2 separate regions of the Arachis hypogaea genome follow, and region 1 is linked to region 2. The links are chromatin contacts, called in public Hi-C maps. All regions are on one chromosome and are shown on one strand. The core of a region is the stretch at or near the end of the contact, and the rest is flanking DNA. Distances in the headings are between cores, read along the strand shown. Region 1 holds the start of LOC112750763 (RING-H2 finger protein ATL46). Region 2 holds the start of LOC112750756 (ribonucleases P/MRP protein subunit POP1).

Region 1 (3,111 bases), core at 3-2,502, 280 kb after region 2:
TTATATATACCATTAACTACTATGACGTGTCTATTTATGAAAGATTGTTATGTAGATAATAACTTTTAGAGCAAAATTTCACCTGTTTTAGCAAGATTCGTTATAAATGGAGAATAGTTTATGAATGTTATATGAAAACTCAAGATAATGAATGTTTCATTGTCCAAAACTACATTGCTTCCATGCTCATGTGATAGCAATAGGACATTCACTACTGTAGATAATAAAATATATGAACAACTCTATTTTATTTTGCACTATCCATTGACGGAAGGACATACATGTCCACCGTTTATTATCATAGAAGACTTAATTGAAAATTTTTTTTTTCTTCAAGTACAAATTAGTCCTAGGTCAAAATTTTCGAGGATCAAATTATCACTTTATTCTAATATATTTTTAACACAACTCTATCATCTTTTTTTTTTCTCACTTCAAAATGAATTTTATTGTAATTTTTTGAAACACAAAGAAAAATACAACTAGAGAAGGAGAGAACTCTCGAGGGAGCTGAGGGAAGAAGAAAAACAAGAAGAAAAAGAAAGATATGATAACTGGGGAACGGGTTGTTTTATATATATCCAAACAAATCGGTTAGTCTGATTTTCATTTAGCAATTTAAAATAATTTTTTTAAGGCAAGACGGTCCGATTTGCTCTATCACAAAATAAAAAATTTAATAATTATTGTGATCCGACGGTCCAATTAGCACCATGCCAATTCAAAATTTCAGCCTCACACAAATTAGACGATCTAATTTATGTACCAACTTTGTAAATTTTAGAACGTACCAATCACATCAATGTCTAACGCACCTAAACTTCATAACAAAACACACAACATACATAAAACCTTCGTATCCAAAAAAATGAGCCTAACACATTTAGGGTCCGTTTGAAAAGTTTCAAAAGTAATTTTTTTGAATTTTTGACTTATAAAAAATAATAATATTAATGTTTGTTTCAAATTTTAAAACTAAATTACAACTTTTTAAGAAGTTATTTAAAAGCCTATAAAAAAGTTAAAAAAATAACTTCTTTCATAATACTATTTTTTTTATAAAATAAATATTTTTAGAACTAAAAATCTAAACATAAAATAACTTATTTATAAACCATTTTTAATATAATTATTTATTATTTAAATTATCTTTTTAAAAAAAAATTTAATTAAATTGTTTACTCAAATGTCTTATCCTGTTGGTGAAAAACTCCAAAATGAGGTCCACGCGCTGCCATGGCAAGTGCGGAGAAAAATAAGTGCGTTTAATAGAATTACTTTTCTTTACCCTCCTTTCACTTTGGGAACTGTTTCCCGTGCTACCCTTTCACTCTTGGGATTCTTTCCCTTCTTCCCACAAACCCCACTTTCCTTCTATTGTTTCTAGATCACACACAGACAAACACATAATAGCCAAGAGAACGAGTCTCAAAGTCCACTTTTTTATTTAATTCCTTCCTTCTCATAGGTTTTTTTTTCCTCAGCTACCTTGAAAGCATGGAAAGGAACCAATGGAGTTCATTATAGCTTAGTTCGCTTTTAGAACTTCAAGTCTTCAACATCTTTAACTGAAACTATAACACACCAGTTGTTGGGTGAGTTTCAGTTAAAAAAATTCTATATATACAATTTTATGTCTTATAATTAGTCTATCAATATATACTTTTTGTATGTTACTTCAGTCTGAAATGATTCGTTCACCAGATATATATAATAAAGATTTGTAAATCCTGTACGATACATGTTTGTATTATTGCCTCTTTGGAATCTGAGTGCCTAAAGCTGCAAGCTCGTTAGGGGAACTTTTGTTGTATTATTATTATTATTATTATTATAGTGTCAAAATGTGACTAGGATTTATGTTGGGTTGAATTTGAGACTTTAAATTGCATATCTTTATTTATGGGTGGGGCTTTGTGATCTGTGTGGGAATTTGGGGGGGTGTGTCAGATCAAAGCATGCACCAAAATTGGATTTTTGAGCACACCCATTTGAAGATGGCAAGGATTCACCACCATATTCAACAAAAAGATGGTTACTTGAGCTACTACTACCCTCCACCACCACCACTACCACCACTATTACCGCCACCATATTTGTCCACACCTTCAACATCTTCTTCAGCTTCATCTTCATCTTCATCTTCATCTTCATCACCATCTTCTGGTACTAGGATTAGTCCTGCTGTTCTTTTCATCATAGTAATTCTTGCAGTTTTATTCTTCATCTCTGGTGTCCTCCATCTGCTTGTTAGATTTCTCATGAAGCACCCTTCTTCATCTGCATCTGCTCAATCTAATAGAAACCACGAGATTTCAACCTCTGATGCACTACAAAGACAATTACAGCAGCTTTTCCATCTGCATGATTCTGGTTTGGATCAGGCCTTCATCGACGCGCTTCCGGTTTTTCAGTATAAGGAGATTGTGGGGCTGAAGGAGCCATTTGATTGTGCTGTTTGTCTGTGTGAGTTTTCTGAGAAGGATAACCTCAGGTTGTTGCCTATGTGCAGCCACGCGTTTCACATAAGTTGTATAGACACATGGCTTCTTTCGAATTCCACTTGCCCTCTTTGTAGAGGGACACTCCTTACTCCGGGGTTTTCGATGGAGAATCCAATGTTTGATTTTGATGATTTGAGGGAAGATGAAGGGTGGCCTTGTGATGGTGAAAATGGATGTACAAATAGGCAGAAGAAAGTTGTGGTTGAAGAAATCAATGATGAGAAAAGGGGAATTTTCCCCGTAAGGCTCGGTAAATTCCGGAAGATGGATGTGGAGACTGGTGAGGAGGGTGGAGTAGTAGGAGAGACAAGTAGCAGTAATTTGGATGCAAGAAGGTGTTTTTCAATGGGATCTTATCAGTATGTTGTGGCCAATTCAGAACTCAGGATAGCCTTGAATCATGACCGGAGTGATTGCAAATTGAGGCTTGCTGCCGAAGGAAAACAACATTCTGAGAAGGCTGCATTGGAAGGGGATATGGATGCAAAGAACATTAGGAGTGTGAGTAAAGGTGAGAGCTTTTCAGTGTCCAAAATCTGGTTGTGGCCAAAGAAGGGAAAGTTTTCAAGTTCTTCCGAGGCTCATATTGGCATGCCTTCTTATCTTA
Region 2 (2,870 bases), core at 19-2,518:
TTTCTCTGTTATTGATTTATTTATTGATTTATTTATTATGCTTCATTGCTTATTGTGTGCAAATAATTTGTACTTCTTACTGCTTACTAGTGCTCAGTAATGTTTAACTGTTTACATAGTTTATGATCTTGTCTTGATTATGGTTCTGCTATGATTGTTCTTTATTGTTGTGTTGGTTACCAATTTTGTTCTTTATTGTTCTTGACTGCCTACTAGTTCTATTGCACCACAAATTAATGGTCATTATGCTTTAATTTTAGACTTATATAATTAGTGACTATTATGCTTTAATTCCGACCTTTGGCATCTACTTGCTATATGTTTTCTAGGTGAATTTTCCCATGTTATGGAATAGTTGCTGTTGGAGATTTCAAGGTTCCAGACTTTGGCGTAGGATTAAATGCTTGGGATTTTGCCATCTTAATTTTTTTTTTTAGTTTAGGCATCATCTTCTAGACCCGATATAAACCCGATCTAGACCTGGTCTTATTGTGATCCGAAAAGGATGAGATTTGTTCGGCTTTTGGTAAGAGTCTAAAAAATTGGTCCAGTCAAAATTTAGGGCTGGGTCTGGATCATAGTGCATACATTCTGGTATGAGAACGGGTATGCCTATGTGGTACACCGTACACCACTTGTAACATATTTTGTGAAAAGTATACTTGTGGCATTTCGGTAAATATGAGTTGTGAATTGGTACGCGGTGCGTCACCTAATTGGTGAATTCATGTAACTGTGGTCCGGATTAAAGCAAACTTGGTTTCACCCAACCCATGCACACCATTGGATCCCTTAATTTGACTGGTCTGATGCATGGTCCAGTTCTTTGAACCTCGAATACAATAATAAAAGTGAATTTTTGTTAATCAAAAGAAATAGAACATTATTTTTAGATAACTGGAAAAATTAGGGTCGTAGGCAACATGAATCTAAACAGTTTTGGGACTGTTTGGTGAATATCAAGACATAGAGCACCGGTTCATTTTGTAAATGTTTTTATGGGACCATATATCTAAAGTCTAAACCCCTTTTTCCTTTTCTTCCCTTCTTGTTCTATAGCCCAAACGAGCATCCCTGATGCTCCTGCCACCGCTTGCGACCACTGTTGCTGTTTTTCATTTTTTAAACCTTTCACTGTTTTACTCTTGTTCCCAAGGTACACACATTGTTGCACTTTTTATTTATTTGTTTGTTTGTTTGTTTTCTAAAGAGTCTTTAATACCAATTTCATCATGAAGTGATATCTTTTTTCCTACTTATTTTGTTAGGATGGTTACTGAAGGAACTGAAGGACCTAAATTTTCTGCAGATATGGCAACTCGCAAAATCAATGTGCAGAAGTTTGCAGAATCTAGAGCCTATGAGCTTGAGAGTCTTCAATCTGTTATAGCTGACAGAATAAAGGGTGATTATAGGAGTCAAAGAAACAAGAGAAGACGAACGAGTTCTTTTAATAGCAAAGCTGGGACAAGAAGAAAGAGGCAAAAGCTGGGAACAGTACATAATAAAACTTGTGGTGTTGAATTACTTTTTAGGAAAGGATGAGATAAAGAAGCTTCCAAGTCGGCGCATGCGCCGGAGATATGAACTTAAGATGAACTTTGATAGTGGGTTTTCTACTTCTGGCGATGGAATCAAGAGGCTCAGAACTCATGTTTGGCACACTAAGCAGTTTACCATGACAAAACTCTGGGGTTATTACCTTCCTCTAGCACTTCAAGGTAGGTAGGTCATTTATGATGATGCTCCAATGTTGGAACTTGGAAGCTTGTTCATTTCCTGTTATATTTGTGTCTTTCACTTTTAAGCAAACATTTTTTTTTTCAGAATACAAGTTTAGTTCTTAAAAAGCTGTCTGTTAATGTCATGTTTGACATCAAATCATTCTTTGTTAGGACTAATTTGATGTTGACAAAAGACACTAATGGACCAATTTTATCTCGGAAATTGACATTGGTGGTCAATTTGGTAAATCCATGCTGGACAGACAAAGTAATTTACTTTTCCATCTCACTTTTTCCTTTCTTTGGTGCTACCTTTTTATTTCCAAGGGATAGAGTTGGGATGTATAATCCCATTATTTTGGAGGATGCCCGGGAAAAACTCCTAGGCAAATTAAGGATCAAATGTTGGAACCTCATGGGTAAGGGTAATGGAATTGATAGAGAAATTCATAGACCTAGGTATGATAGGAGAATGGATAAAGGGAATAGAGATGATGATAGAGATCATACTGAGAAACAGAAGAGTTCCGTACGGGTACAACTATTATTTGAACGAAGTTATAAAAATGCGATCATTGTTGTCTAATAGAACAAACACTAATACCTTTTAAGAGGGCGAGACACGCACAGCAGTAGGTTGTTGCTTTGTAAAGTGGAGGTCACACTTTTCACATTCTAGAAACAGCCTTTCCAGATGCATACGTCCCCATCAGGTGGGAGCCATGTACGTTGGGCCAATTATTTTTCCCTTTATTTTTCATTTTTTGTTCCCTTGTTTCCTATTCAATTTCCTTCTTGTTAATGTCCTTGACACCTTATTCCCATTATGAGCATAGTTGGGGCATAGACAAAATTTGGACTTAGTTAAGCTCTAAGATACATGTGTTGGTAGTTTTTCATGGTCAAATATGGTCATTCTTTATCTTCTGTCTTCCATGCATAATTCTCCTATTCAATCCTTTTACATTACACAAGGCTCCACTTTCTCTTGGGACTTCCATTTCTTTCGTAGCCTTAATGATAGGGAATCCGTGGAACTTCTGAGTTCTGATGGTTTTTCTTTGTCACCTATCCCTGATAAAAGGATTTGGTCTATTGAAAACTCTGTTAGTCTTAGTTGTAAATCTTTCTTCCAATTTCTTACTC

The links. A called contact is a pair of places that touch in the nucleus more often than the background predicts.
Region 1: a Hi-C map of an unstated tissue shows a contact between it and region 2, with 4 times the contacts expected there. The contact joins the promoter of LOC112750763 here to the promoter of LOC112750756 in region 2. A contact is called at or near these places in 2 of 8 Hi-C or Micro-C datasets (leaf and an unstated tissue).

What each region holds. Positions count from the first base shown.
Region 1 is chr15:133,365,059-133,368,169 of arahy.Tifrunner.gnm2.J5K5, forward strand. LOC112750763 (RING-H2 finger protein ATL46) reads left to right here and starts at 1,253. Exons shown (of 2, transcript XM_025799606.3): 1 at 1,253-3,111. The coding sequence starts at 1,959.
Region 2 is chr15:133,085,341-133,088,210 of arahy.Tifrunner.gnm2.J5K5, forward strand. LOC112750756 (ribonucleases P/MRP protein subunit POP1) reads left to right here and starts at 1,269. Exons shown (of 9, transcript XM_072216816.1): 1 at 1,269-1,721.